Linked DNA regions of Mus musculus: regions 1, 3, 4 and 5 are each linked to region 2. A link is a contact called in public Hi-C, HiCAR-type and HiChIP or PLAC-seq data. All regions are on one chromosome and are shown on one strand. The core of a region is the stretch at or near the end of the contact, and the rest is flanking DNA. Distances in the headings are between cores, read along the strand shown.

Region 1 (2,718 bases), core at 214-2,713, 610 kb before region 2:
CAAATCAAAAGATATGTGCAAAAATCAGTTTATCTAGAAACCAACAATGCTCCACACTTCTCATTTATAAAGCACTCCTAGACCTAATATGCATTGTACATCAGCCTAAAACAAACACTTTCTAAGGACCCTTGTCAGCTGGATGAACTACCATAGGAAAAAGAGTAAAGCACAGAAGACTCATCTATACTCCTACAGAGGGACATGAAAACACTCTGCCATTCGGTGGTATTTCTGTCTAGTAGTCTCAGTCTGGAAATCTGCTCTCTAAAGAAATTTCAAAAGTAGTTTCTCTTGAAAAGTAATTAGGGAGCCAGATTTTTTAATGCTTTCCATTTATTTGTAGAAAGAGAGTGTTTTTTTAGTTTACTTACTTATTATTATTTTTCAAACGTGCTCATTCCCAGTTTCCTCTCTGTAAACATCTCATTCCATCTTCACTTTCCTTTGCCTCTAATAGGGTACTCTCCCACCCACCTACCCAATCCTGCCTCACCTCTTTAGCACCCTCCTTCGATGGTACAACAGGCCTCCAGAAGACCAAGCATCTCTGCTCCTGTTGATGCCAGATAAGGCAATCCTCTCCTACATATGTAGTGGGAGCCATGGACTTACCCATGTATACTCTTTGCTTGGCTTGGTCCCTGGAGAGACCAGTTAGTTGATACTGTTTTTTTCCCCCTATAGGGTTGCAGTCCCCTTCAGCTCCTTCAGTCCTTCCATAACTTTATTTCTTATACAGTATGTCTGAAATATTTCTTCCATTTGAGGTATTGATTAACTACTTTTCAACATGAAAAAAAAAAACCTTAAATTCCTTAGATGTCAATCTTCTAAAGGTAACTTAAACATCACAGGCGGGGAGAGTTAGTATATTACTGAAGGCAATGCACTGAAGTTGGGGCTCAAGATACCCAACAGAAATGACTGTTCTGTTCCTAGCATCGCTTCGGTTCTATATTTTCGTCAGCTTCTGTACCAGTTTCCTATCAGATTCTTTTGTTTTTGATGAAAGCCAGCTTTGAAATTTTGCCATCCCAAATTACTTGGATACTTAACTGATTACTGAGAGGCAGTCAAATGGAAGTTGGTAATCTGTGCCAAATTACGAAGACAGTGATCAGAACTAGGGACACTCTCAGAACAAGGATGCTCCAAAGATCCAAAGAGCCGAGTTACCTTTTCTAGAGCTAAGGGTTTGGATTGATCATTTTCAAATGACTGAAGAAATGCTTTGTTTAAAAAGAAAAAAAAAAAACAGTAAATTGAGCATAAAGGTAGAATTTAGGTGTCCTTGTGAAACAAGAGAGACACCTGCTTTGGGAAAAACTGGAGAAAGAACCTCAAAGTCATAGGGAGGTTTAGAGCAAATGCTGTTTGGCATAGAATGGATGTGGTGAGTACCAACAGGCATGCTCCTACCTGTGGAATACAGACTGCTTGGCCACTTGGTGGAGGTGTTGGAGAAGGTATTATGTATCACCATAGAGTTGAGCTCTGTGACCTGACAGTGCCTTTGAACTCTGAAATATTATAAGCCTACAAATTTAAATCTAGTCTATTCTGGCTGAGGAGCTTTGCAGGGTAAGGTGGAACTTTCAGTAAAAGAAAAACAAAATCCAAAGAAATGGTCTTTAATACCAAAAGACTAGAATCACTGAATGTTGTAGCTAACACAGAACTTACCAGAGGTCTCCTCAACTGCCCCTCACTCTAAAAATGCTCATGCACAGGCCTTGAGAGTTTAAATGACCTAAGCAAACTGACATCATGTGGGAGTTCAGATTTCAAATGAGAGTTGAGATAAATATACATATGTTCCACAGAACTCTTCCAGGAAACTCTATTTTAAGAGAGCTGTAATAATCCACTCTTCCAATATTTTGTTTACATATAAAGCACACTTGGCTCTTTTTGTTCAATTTGTCAATGATTCATGATAATCAAAGGGTTGAAAAGCTCATTGGAAATTGTCTTTACGTCCAATGATACCTTTACGTTTCTGAGAAAAGTTTAGGAGCTTGTGCAAGCTTGTTTTTTCTCCTTCTGTAACAAGACAGTCTAAGAAAAACAAACTTAGTGGGTGGGTGAAAATATTTGTTTGATTTATACTTCCAGGGTATAGTCCATAATTGAGTAAAGTCAGGGTAGAAACTGAAGCCATAGAGGAGTACTACTTACTGGTTAAGTCTCTGGCTTCCTCATCTGCCTAAGGATAGTGCCATTCACTGTACTGGATTTTCTCATTCTGATTATTAACCAAGACAATCTGTCACAGATAAAACAACAGACTCACTCACCTGATGCAAGGAAATTCTTCAGTTTCAGCGTTTCAAGGTGAATTTAAGTGCTATTAATAAAAATAATAAACAATAAACTAAACAGGACAGGAGTGGATCAGTAAATTAGCAAGATTTTTAGAATGGCTCCAGACAATCATTCCTAAATTTGCCTGGAAAGACAATTTGTAGGGTCCTTAGGGGGGATTGAAATGAGCTTGAAGAATCTGATTACAGGTAACAGTCATCCTCTCTTGGCATACAGCCAACCTAAAAGCCTTTGAATAACTTCCCATACTCACAATGGGGTAGAGGATGGAGGCTGTACCAGCGATTTCTCATTGTGAGAGCTTTGAGAAAAGTTCCTACCACAAGCACCTTTGTGGATTTGTAAAACAGCCAAAAGCAATCCAAATAACCGTGATGGGATAATCCTGGA
Region 2 (2,700 bases), core at 88-2,587:
AACAAGGGAATGTTGCTGGAAATGTATTGATGGCTATCAGATTCTTAGACAGTTTTCAGAGTCTATGATCTTTCCAGAAGGCCCAACTGCTGGCATGCCAAGAGCTCAAGTGCTCAAAATCCAGAAAGAACATTCAGGGCAAAATACCCTGAGAAGAACAAAGCATTCAAATAGCAGCTGTACTGCCCAGGTTCCTGTCTCTCTTGGTCATCTCTGTCTTTCTAGAACTATATTTTCAGTGGTCATAGAAATCTCTAAACATTCTCAAAGCTTTCTTATTGCATTGAGTATTAAAGAAAAATGGATCCTTTTTTCAGTTTGCGGTGTATGTGTTCATGTGTGTGTATGACATGTGCTCCTGTGTTTGGGGAGGCCCCAGGTTACTATCGGGTGGTTTCTCAATTTCTTTCTGTCTTACTTATTACGATAGAGTCTCTCATTGAATCTAGAGTTCATTGGTTTGATTAAACTGGCTGGCCAGCAAGCCTTTAAGAGTTCCACCTCCCAGCCCTTAGTTGCTTACACAGTAAAGCAAGCGTTTTACTAATGGAGCCACTACCCAACCCCCTCATTCCTGTAAAATGGCTGAAAAGGCCAACCCCACCTCATTTGTGTTGTCTGTTCAGTCATTATCAGCGCCACCCACAACCAGCCATAGCTGGGCTGCTTCAGAGAAGCTAAAGAACTTATCAGAAATAACTGCTTGATTTGACATTAAGGGCAGAGTTGCAGAGAGGGACACTTCAGAAAACACTTCCCCACTTCAAATTAGTCATCTTCTAGCACTAATGAGAGTCTGAGGATATCACAAAATAATGAACTTCTTGGGCAATTCTAAATCAGGTGGAGGGGGGTCAGTATTCAGCACCAATCAGAAAGATTCTAAAATGTGAACTTGATAAAGAACATTTTTCTTCTTCTAAATAGAGTCTCACCATGTAGCCCTGGCTGTCCTAGAATTCTCTCTTTAGACCAGACTGGCCTCAAGCTCAGAGCTCTGAGTGCCTCTGCCTCCCAAGTGCTGGGATTACAGGTGTGTACCACGTGTCTGGCTCTTGTTCAAGAGCTTTAATATGTTGCTTAAAGAAGACAACCTCCTAGAGAAAACCTAGTCACATTCTGTATATGAAGCCTGTTGGTTTAGATGGTAGTACACTCAGCCTTGGGAGGCATGGGTGGAAAAGATAGCGCTTTTCACCTTACGAATACAATGTAATATTGCTTTCAGGCCCAGATGCTTTCCTGAAGGTTTCAGGACCAGCTGGCTCTCCACTGATCATCGCCTCCACATTTCCCAGAAGTCTGAAAGGGTAAACAGGGCTGCTCATTGGAAGGACTCTAGTGTTTAACAGAGTCTCAGGATGTATTCATTTACTGAATGGAGTCAAATGAGTGAATGAGTCATACCAGTAAAACAGAATGGGGGGAAAAAAAAGCAAGCAAGAAAGAAAGAAATCCTAACTCCAAGGCAACGCACTTGAATGCTTAGGTGCATAGGTAATTATGGAAACCTCAGTATGTGCCAGCAATGTGTAAGCCAGGGATAATGTTAAGAACAATCTTGTACTTAAAGGGCAATGATTATCTGCATTTCGTAACAAAGCAGGGTAGAAAGGGGGACAAAGAAGTGGTCTATCTCTCTTTTGAGCACGTTTCTAGAGTCAGCATGGCAGACAAAACCCTCTCAGAGCTGGACCTTGTTTCTACTTTGGACATGAGAGCCAGTGAGCTAATGAAAGGCAGTGTGGCTGTAGCCCGGCTTCCCTCACACCTCTCTGGCCTAGGTGCAGTGCGTGGCTCAGAACAGTCCATGGTAATACCTTGTAAAACCACAGGTGGAAGGCAAGGCGCCTGGCCCAGAGGAAACCCAGTAGTACTTTCTGAAAGGTAACCACTGACTCTCTAAATGTCAGAGGAGGCCCACTTGCACGTTAATTAAGAAGAGCCATCAATGGTTCTGGAAACTAGCCATCAAAGCCACCTGTGACTCTATTCTTGAGTAGAGAAGGTAACCAGCGACCAAGGCGACCTTTATCAGATGACTCACCACGCAAGTGCCGGGGATGTTGTCAACTTCAGTTTGTAAAACAGAAACCGAATGAACAAACCCGCTGCCGCCTTGCAGTCCTATCTGGCTACAAGTCTTGGGAGGGATACAGTGCAGACCAGCCCGGCATTAACTGAGAAGAGATGCAATTTGAACAGCCCTCCTGGTTCATATCATAGAGAGTTGATATGTGGCGATACATTGGAGGAACAGCGTCCTAACAATGGACTCCAATGGCCACGGGGATAATTCTTGTATCATTAAAATTTGTTTGGGTGTGTAGACAAACATTTGTAATCCAGACACTTGGGGAAAAGGATTGAGAGTTCGAGGTCAGCACTACCCTGTCTGCGGGGTAAAAATAATCAACTCAAGTCCCTGCCATGGATACACCAATTTGAGCCAGGACATACAAGGCATACAGTAGTCACAAACTGGGAAGCTGGGTCAACAGTAAGTCCAATGACATCTCCCCTGCTTCCACGTGTGCTTAGAACATTAGCTTAGTGGAACTACAGTCTCTTTTTGAATTCCTGTCAATCTATCCAGCAGTCAAAAGAAATCCTTGCTGCCCAGCCTTGGAAATAGTGATGATTTTTCTAAAATCATGTCTTATTATACTAGGGTTCTTGCCAGAGTCTACTTTGACTGTC
Region 3 (2,700 bases), core at 25-2,524, 790 kb after region 2:
CACAATGTCACTAAGTTACTGTTAGGGTATGGATATCTTAGCCTCTTAATAAAACACTAAACCTCTTTCCTTTTTAAATAAAACGTTCTCATGTATTTCAGACTGGCCTCTACTTCTAATCTATCTCCACTTCCTGAGTGCTGAGATTATTGGTGCATGCCAGAATGTCTGTTTTTATGTGGTGTTAGGTATGGAACGCAGGGCATCATACATGTTATGCAAACACTCTACAGACCACATTACATATCTAGCAAGATTAAGTTTTCTAAGGATGTCGTGGGACATTTTTCTTTATTCATGCAGAGGTATATGAACTATCTTTACAGTAACATATTGGTCATCAGGAAGTTTCCGATAGGGTGGCAGAAAAAGGAAATTGGTGGGTTAAAGAATAAACCACCAACAAAAGAGTACACATGGGGGAACTCATGGCTCCAGATGCATATGTAGCAGAGGATGGCCTAGTCGGTTATCAATAGGAGGAGAAGCCCTTGGTCCCATGAAGGCTCTATGCCCCAGTGTAGGGAAATGCCAGGGCCAGGAAGCAGGAGTGGGTGGGTTGGTGAACAGGGGGAGGGGATAGGGTTTTTTTTGGAGGGGAAACTAGGGAAGGGAATAACATTTGAAATGTAAATAAAGAAAATACCTAATTAAAAAACAGCAAAAAAAAAAAAGAATTGTTAAGAAAAACAAATAAGAATGTTGTTAAAATTGAATATTCTTTTTCTTTTATGTGTGGGTACCCATACATGAGACTTTACAGGGTGCACATCCATGACAGATCCCAAGTCCAGACTGTCATGGCAAAAAGTTAATGATGAACTGAAGGAAAACTCTGGGATTAGAGGAAGAAGATGTGGCCCTAAATTTTGCACAGATCTTTAGAAACTGTATCCAAATTGAGTGACTTTATTTTCTGGCCTTCATTAGATTGTCATGATGAAAACAGGTTTTGGAAGTAATGTCTCTAGTAGAGGCTGTCCCTCTCATGACCTTTCTTACACAAAAGTTTTCACGATAGCTTTTAACCAGTGTTGCCTTTCCCCTCCTTCTCTGTCTATTCTTCTGTTGCTTTAGTGATTCTAGTAAGCTGAGTTTTCTTCCCCTCACCCCAAATCATCCTGACTACTTGAGGACATTTCTTCTCCTTATGCTGAAAATCCCCAAGAAGTAAATGGAGGGTCTTACCAGCAAGATTTACATAGTGTTACTTGGTTTCTGCCTTGGGAGCTAATGTGACAGGAAGTGTTTGAATGAGCTGTGCTGTCCTTACAGAGGCTCAGACTGGATCCAAGAAGAAAAAAAAAATGTGGTCAAACTAAACAAACAAACGGCTCACTGGAGAATGGGAAAGAAAAAAAAAAAGAAAGAACTGGCCGCTTGTTCTTTTTCTAGCTAATGAATTGAATTGATGCAGGAACTTCATCGTGTTCTCAGGGAAATCCTGTTGGCTGGGTCTCACTCCTCAGAACTACTAAATTTAGGTCACAGCTCAGTGGAGAACAATTACAGATCCTTAATAAAAGATAATTTACCCAGTGACAGCCAGCAAGACAGCTGGGCAGGCGTTCTTATTTTCTTGCTAATGTTGTGGGGGCTGGGGACCCTGTGTCGGGCTACGTGTTGACAGAAGGTTATGTTCTGACCTTGCACATCCGTTGGCTCATCTGCAGTGTGGTGTATGCCACCCCAAGTGATCCGAATGACTGAAAGCTACCCTGTATGGTTTTCTCTTCTCTTAGCCCCCTCCCCCCTTTAGTTTTTAATTTAGTTTTATAGTTTATAATCAGAGTCTCATGTAGACCAGGTTGGCCTTAAATCTTCTCTGTATCCCTGAAAATCTGATCTTGCCTTTACTCCCCAAGTTCTGAGATTTTAGGTGGGTACCTCCACGGCCAGTGTATGCACTGCTAGAAATCAAGCCAGAGAGCTTCGTGCAACATTGAGTTTTCTGCATCATGCTACAGTGAAAAGAAGCTGAGAAAGGACAGTTATATAGTGCAGGAAGAAGGAAGTAAGAAGGCATATTGTGCCTGCTTTTGAGTTCCTGGCACTTACCCGCCTAGCTTTCCTTCCATGTACTGCCTCTGCTCTTAAACCATGCTGGGTCTCCCGAAGGCGTTCACATCCTTCACTGTCTATGTCCTTGTTAACTCTTCTCCCTAATCTCTCCCCCCTTTGAATAGTCCATTGCTGATTTAAAACTTAGGCTATTTGTAATCTTTTTTTTTTTTTTTTTGAAACTTTCCTGTCACTCTTCAAGACATGATGTGACATCTTCATGTGCCTTGCCTTGATGTTCTTCATTAGAATGCTACCGGTCAAGTACAGACTATGCCATCATATTTTTGGTGTCTAGGATCATAAAACATCATGTTCTTGGTGTCTCGGTATAACACACTGCATTGAAGTCTCAGTCCTAATGACGTCTTGTTCCTGAACACAATAGGCATTCCCACGTGATACTCTCCCAATGTTAGCTGAATGCTTCTCTTTTCTGAGAGTTCTCTAGGAATTGTGTGCAATGGATTTTGACCATTATCATGTTCATACTGTGATCTCATTCCAGATGTATTCCCCAGTCCCTACCCACCCAACACTGTATTTGTCTTTTGAAAAACTGAAGTCTGTATATTGTGCTGCACATATATTCCTGGGCATGTGGCCTTACTCTGGAGCTATACCCTTAAAACCTTGACT
Region 4 (2,700 bases), core at 114-2,613, 600 kb before region 2:
CGTGTGCAATTTATTAGAACTTGTTTCATTTTTACCTGCTATACTCTTTTTTTTTTTTACTTGGAACTTTATGTGAACATAGTATTAACTACCCCAGTGTCCTCTAAACCAAACTTCTCTCTGACTTTCTTCTATGGCTTTTGCTCTTCTCTCTGATGTGAAGGCTTTCTGATTCTAGTCCCATACTGCTGAAACAATGAATTTGCTGGAGGTTGAGGGGAGGGGAGGACTCAGGGGATGTGAGAGAGCTGTAAGCACGAGTTACTAAAAGCAGGGCAAGTTCTAGTTTTGGACATTCTCTTAAGGGGATGTTATCCATTTTCATGTTCTTTTTCTATCCATACCACATGACTAACCAGGCTGACTTATCATCTTAGAGTTCAGAGACTGTGCTTTCCATGTGTAAACTCTACCAGATACAAAGTTTTACTGCTTTTATCATATATTATACATATATATATATATATATATATATATATATATATATATATATATATATATAAAACATATGGACTGTTAATAAAGAATTATAGAATTGACCCCAAGATACTTTATCAGAAGAGTTGAAGTATTCTGTGTCTTGCAATTGACTAAATTTCAGTAAGGGCCATTTTATCATATCTATCCTTTGGAAAGATTTTAGGAGAAGCTCCATTAAGTCCTTTAATTTCAAAGCTTATCCTCTGATGCTATCCAGCACCTCTAGCAAAACTGAAGAATTTTCAAAGGAACCTATTTGATGCACATTTGGTTCTCCATGAGATTAGTAAGTTTTGGTATTTCTGCTTTGAAATTAACCCTGCCCCTTGGTGTTGCTACTTGAGGTGTTTGAATGAGATAGTTGCTACCTCTCTCTGGCTTGCTTTCTTCTACTCTTAAAGCACTGACCTGCTCATATGTAGAACGGGAAACACAGTAGGTAGTCATTGGACACTATTAATGCTTGATTACACCATTAATTTTTGTCAAGACATAACAATGTTTGTTTTAAGATTTCTCATTTATAAAAATATGTCTTAATCAGCATTGAATATTAAAGTGCTAGAACATTAAGAAGATAAAGATCTTTTATTTTCTCTGCAAAATCTGTCATTATACCTAACTTTCTCAATAGGAAAGTCTTTCATTAGTAAAAGAAAGACAATTATATATTTAAAGCTTTGTTGCAGAGGTTGAGCACAATCTTATAAAGTTGCATTGCAGTACAACCATAAGATCTTTGTATGTAGAAGGTTCATCTGTTTAATGTCTGCACTAAAGTTCATATAAAGGAAAAACAGCTAACTCCCTCACCCACTGACCCCATTCATATACTAGGTAGAAAGTCACTGGGTGGCTTTGGAGAATTTCCCAGATGGCTGGGGCAGAATTGGGAAACCCCCTGCTGAGTGTCTGAGTACAGGGCCTCAATTCAGCAAAGCTTCACAGAACTTTTGAATACGATACACTACTTCCATTATTCTCTCTGTGCCCATCTTAAGTTGCCCTCTCCCACCCTCATCATACCAACCATGTCAGAACCTCTGCCAGTTCCCACTTGTCTCTTGGAAGGGGAAGAAGGAAGACTATTTTATCTAATGATAACAAACTTCAAATTCAACTTCATAACCAGACTGAGCAAGGCTGATTCCCAAGAGCTTTTTTTTCTGGCTCAGGATGGGCAAAGATCAATGTTGAAAGACCACTGGTCTGTCACAGTCATTGGTTCATCAGCCTTGGTGTGCACTTAATACAAGAAATTTCATATGAGACTTTGTGTAGGCATAGTGAGGGGAAAGTTGCAGGTTTTGGATATATACGTTCACTGCCTTTTACTACTAAGTTATCTCATGAATGGTAAAGAACGTTCAAATCAAATCAAAGACCCCACTAAGTAGCTCCATAAGGCATGCTTATTCTTGTCTCCTGTGGCTTTAAAAAACATAAGACTAGTTGAATAGAAAAAAAAAATTTCTATGTGTGTTTGTTTCTGCTACGGCAAAGTGATCAAGGGGAGAATGTACCTTTCTGGTCCACCATCATGAATGTAATTCACACCAAGAATAGGAGATGATTTACAAAATATTCAGTGGCTTCTCATGGACTTCCTCTACATAGTATAGGTTTTTTGTTGTTGTTGTTGTTTTGTTTTTATTTCTTACTAATAAAAGTCATGAAAACTGAATGGAAAGGGTAGAAAGTTTTGTTAAGTCTTCAATCTTCTCATATTCTTCAGGACTGGGAAGAGAAGATATTACAATGGATGAAGTATCTGATATTCTTTACTGTCATACATTCTCCTTTTAACAACTTTATTGAGATAGGATTTACATGCTGTTCAAACTTGCGAATCAAAGTGAACACCCATGGGAGGGTATTTACACAGCCACACAACCATCATTGTGATGCTATTTTCATAGCATCATTCTACCATCTTTTTTTGTGCTACCTAGCATGTATTTCCTTCTTACAGAGACCAAATCTCACTTATAACACACATTTTTTAAGGTTATTGCTCAGTCACCTTCTTGTACTTGTACATAAACATAACAAAAACATGCATCAGTTTGGTGCTAACTTTTTGTCCGAAACTGAACAGGGTACTGAGTATATAGAAACTTTATATACATGATATGATTAAACTCATAAGCCTTTCTTCTACTACCTAACAAAGAGAATAAAAATAATATCAAAAAGATATTTAGAGGGCTGCAACATAAC
Region 5 (2,700 bases), core at 42-2,541, 540 kb before region 2:
ATCCCAGGCTTGGAAATAATCATGCATAGGATAAGAGTCACTCACTCCTGCCTTCCAGGTCCTGACTTGAATTTTTGTCAACTTCCCTCACTGATGGGCTGTGACCTGGAAGTTAAGATGAAATAAAGCATTTCCTTTATAACTTACTTTTTAGAGAACTTTCACAACAGAATAAAACCATAACAGATGCTATGTAAAGTCATCAGAGAGAATTCACAAGTATGACTTTTTTACTGAATGCTCAAACCTGTTATATAAAAGAAATGAGTGATGGAAATATACTACGAGGCAGGGAAGGAAAAGCCTGATTTATAATTTCCCAGTGTGGAATCTGTATTTTTTTTTTATGTTCTGTGTTTCTTTGTAAAAACTCAATGATGGTGCCAGCCCCAACGTGTTGTAAGAAACACATAAAAGCAGGTATGCAAATTAACTCACACAACACCTCCAGGGAGTGAAGAAAGACTGATGCATATTAGTCTCCTCATCCACTTTCCTTTTCCTTGTTCCAAGACATTGCTTTTTTGTACTGATCTAAGTGGAAGACAGTAGTAACAGCAGTTCACAGGGGACTTTTAGGTCAAGACCATTTGTTTAGTGAGTGCTCATTGCCAATGCTTAGTCTTCTGTATAGACTGGATTGTTGTCCACCACACATGAGCTGCAGCTTCCATGTATGCTTGAAGCACTGTTTCAAAGTTTGGATTAGACTCAAATTCATTTCCTGCATCTGACATGGTTCTTTGTTGATAGGAAGGATATAGAGTCTCATATTTCACATGTATGGCCTTAAAGAAAGTTGAGAGATGGGGGAGGGGGAGAGAGGAAGAAAGGGGAGGAGAGAGGGAGAGAGGAAGGGGAAGAAGACAGAGAAGGAGACAGAGACAGAGTGAGTTTATGAATCTGAGTCATTTTATTTTCCAGACTCCAGACCTGTCTAGAGAAAGTATCACTCCTTCTCTTACTGGAAATGCTTGACGGTGTAAGCTGCTATTGAACAAGACTCTCGCCTATTGAATCCAGCCTGTCTTTATCTTGATTCACTCTGTTCTCAGCGACTTGACTTGACAATTTCCAGTCAAATTAAGTAGACTAACCAGAGAGTTTATTTTGCTAGGTGCTCTCCTAGATTTTAGGAAACATAGTGACTAATCTGCTCCACTTTCAAGCTGGGACAAGATAACCCTTCCCAGAAAGCTGGCTTATTTTCTTTTCAAAGCCAAGTTGTATTGTACAGTTGAAAGATCAGTTAGGGGTTTCCAGTCTGGTCGGAAGTCTGGTAAGTGCATGCTAATTTTCATGTACAGGACTGACTTGGACTTCCCTCTTGTAAGGAGATTCTGTTTCAAAGCTGGTGGAAAACATTTTCTCGCTGGTTAAAGAAAAATAATAATGCATTTATGTATTTTAAAAGTGAAAGAACTTCATGTGGTGGTATGTGCTTGTGGTCACAGCCAGTCAGGAGGCTCATGAAGGATGATCACTTGAGGCCAGAAGCTCTAGACTCGCCTAAGAAACACAGTGAGCCCCCATCAGAGATATGAAATGGACAAATAAAATTAAATCATTTTCCAACTGAAAAATTGGTGGAAGTCATACTTCCTTTCAAACTTTAACCTGTCAGGCTATATGAACTTTCTTAACAACAACAACAACAAAAAATCTTTCTTTTGTTCTTTAGCAATGGCATGCAACATACGATAAATGTCAAGCACTTACCAGATCTAGCAGTAATGTCATAATTCATTGTCATAGCATTCGATTCAACATTCCCAGAAATTTATTGACATCCCCTAGGAGAGCTTTTGAAGAGATTCTCTAGCCTTTTAGAATGGTGTTTCCCGAAGCCTAATGCAGAGCCTTGAATTTTTGATATTCAGGGTGACCTAGCCCCTCAGTGTGCCTGAAAGCATTCAAGGACATACATGTTGAGTTACTTAAACATTTTGATTATAACACCTGGCACCCAGAAGTAGACAGTAAATAGTGACACAGGGTCTCACTGTGCCTACTGTTTGATGCTTTAGGATGTATCAACTGGGAGTCCTTATCACTATGAGAATTGCCTTTGGTTACTTTGCTGTTTTGTTTTGCTTTTATCTTTATTTAATTAAATTTAATTTAACTTAATATTTTTACTTATTCAGTTCACACTCTGCTCACTGCCCCCTCCTGGTCATCCCCTCCCACAATTCTCTCCCCATTCACCTCCCCTTCTCCTGTAGGAGAAGATGGGGGGCCCCTGTGTATCCTTCATCCTGGCACATCCTCTTCCACTGAGGCCAGACAAGGCAGTACAGCTAGAACATCTCCCATTTACAGGCAACAGTTTTTGGGGTACCCCTTGCTCCAGTTGTTCCCCACCCACATGAATCTTAAGCTGCACATCTGCTACAAATGTGGGCATAGTCCTAGGCCCAGCCCACTTATATTCTTCGGTTGATGGTTCAGACTCTGAGAGCACCAAGGGCTGTTACTTTGTTTGTATTTTGTTTCTTTCACACAGGGAAGCAGAGTCAAATTATGTTGGCCGGCTCTTACTGGCAAGTATTGAGATTAATACTTTTAATACTTCATTTGATATCTCATTTCATCTCTGAGATGATTGTTGAGATACGTGACTGTTACCATGAGCTTCAGAGATCTGAATGACTTGTCAAAGCTCACTCAGCTGTGAATATCTAGGGCAACGACTCAGAA

What was found. Hi-C and Micro-C count contacts between places; a contact is called where the count stands out from the background. HiCAR-type assays count read pairs that join an accessible place to other places. HiChIP or PLAC-seq counts read pairs in DNA pulled down with a chosen protein or histone mark.
Region 1: a contact with region 2 is called in a HiCAR-type map of Th17 cells, with 5 times the contacts expected there. The contact joins two enhancer-like sites. A contact is called at or near these places in 1 of 15 datasets of contacts at CTCF or cohesin (pro-B cells), 6 of 484 Hi-C or Micro-C datasets (the CH12 cell line, Th2 cells, bone marrow-derived macrophages and 3 more) and 2 of 115 datasets of contacts at active chromatin or transcription factors (CD8 T cells and Th17 cells).
Region 3: a contact with region 2 is called in a BATF HiChIP or PLAC-seq map of CD8 T cells, with 7 read pairs. The contact joins two enhancer-like sites. A contact is called at or near these places in 2 of 115 datasets of contacts at active chromatin or transcription factors (CD8 T cells and effector CD8 T cells).
Region 4: a contact with region 2 is called in a HiCAR-type map of Th17 cells, with 4 times the contacts expected there. The contact joins two enhancer-like sites. A contact is called at or near these places in 1 of 484 Hi-C or Micro-C datasets (CD4 T cells) and 2 of 115 datasets of contacts at active chromatin or transcription factors (CD8 T cells and Th17 cells).
Region 5: a Hi-C map of Th1 cells shows a contact between it and region 2, with 2.3 times the contacts expected there. The contact joins two enhancer-like sites. A contact is called at or near these places in 1 of 484 Hi-C or Micro-C datasets (Th1 cells) and 2 of 115 datasets of contacts at active chromatin or transcription factors (CD8 T cells and Th17 cells).

What each region holds. Positions count from the first base shown.
Region 1 is chr15:62,801,711-62,804,428 of GRCm38.p6, reverse strand. No RefSeq gene overlaps it. Among named protein-coding and RNA genes, the nearest start is that of Gm22521, 9.9 kb to the right of the region's middle. Within about 2 kb of position 1,463, at least 12 of the 459 cell types and tissues checked have an H3K27ac peak or open chromatin away from gene starts, as enhancers often do. A contact at or near this core is called in CD8 T cells, Th17 cells and regulatory T cells, where this site is marked.
Region 2 is chr15:62,189,113-62,191,812 of GRCm38.p6, reverse strand. The region is part of intron 2 of Pvt1 (Pvt1 oncogene); the gene reads right to left. Among named protein-coding and RNA genes, the nearest start is that of Pvt1, 150 kb to the right of the region's middle. Within about 2 kb of position 1,337, at least 53 of the 459 cell types and tissues checked have an H3K27ac peak or open chromatin away from gene starts, as enhancers often do. A contact at or near this core is called in CD8 T cells, Th1 cells, Th17 cells and 1 more, where this site is marked.
Region 3 is chr15:61,394,310-61,397,009 of GRCm38.p6, reverse strand. No RefSeq gene overlaps it. Among named protein-coding and RNA genes, the nearest start is that of Gm24696, 38 kb to the right of the region's middle. Within about 2 kb of position 1,274, at least 51 of the 459 cell types and tissues checked have an H3K27ac peak or open chromatin away from gene starts, as enhancers often do. A contact at or near this core is called in CD8 T cells, where this site is marked.
Region 4 is chr15:62,785,219-62,787,918 of GRCm38.p6, reverse strand. No RefSeq gene overlaps it. Among named protein-coding and RNA genes, the nearest start is that of Gm22521, 6.6 kb to the left of the region's middle. Within about 2 kb of position 1,363, at least 6 of the 459 cell types and tissues checked have an H3K27ac peak or open chromatin away from gene starts, as enhancers often do. A contact at or near this core is called in Th17 cells, where this site is marked.
Region 5 is chr15:62,733,617-62,736,316 of GRCm38.p6, reverse strand. No RefSeq gene overlaps it. Among named protein-coding and RNA genes, the nearest start is that of Gm22521, 58 kb to the left of the region's middle. Within about 2 kb of position 1,291, at least 23 of the 459 cell types and tissues checked have an H3K27ac peak or open chromatin away from gene starts, as enhancers often do. A contact at or near this core is called in CD8 T cells, Th1 cells and Th17 cells, where this site is marked.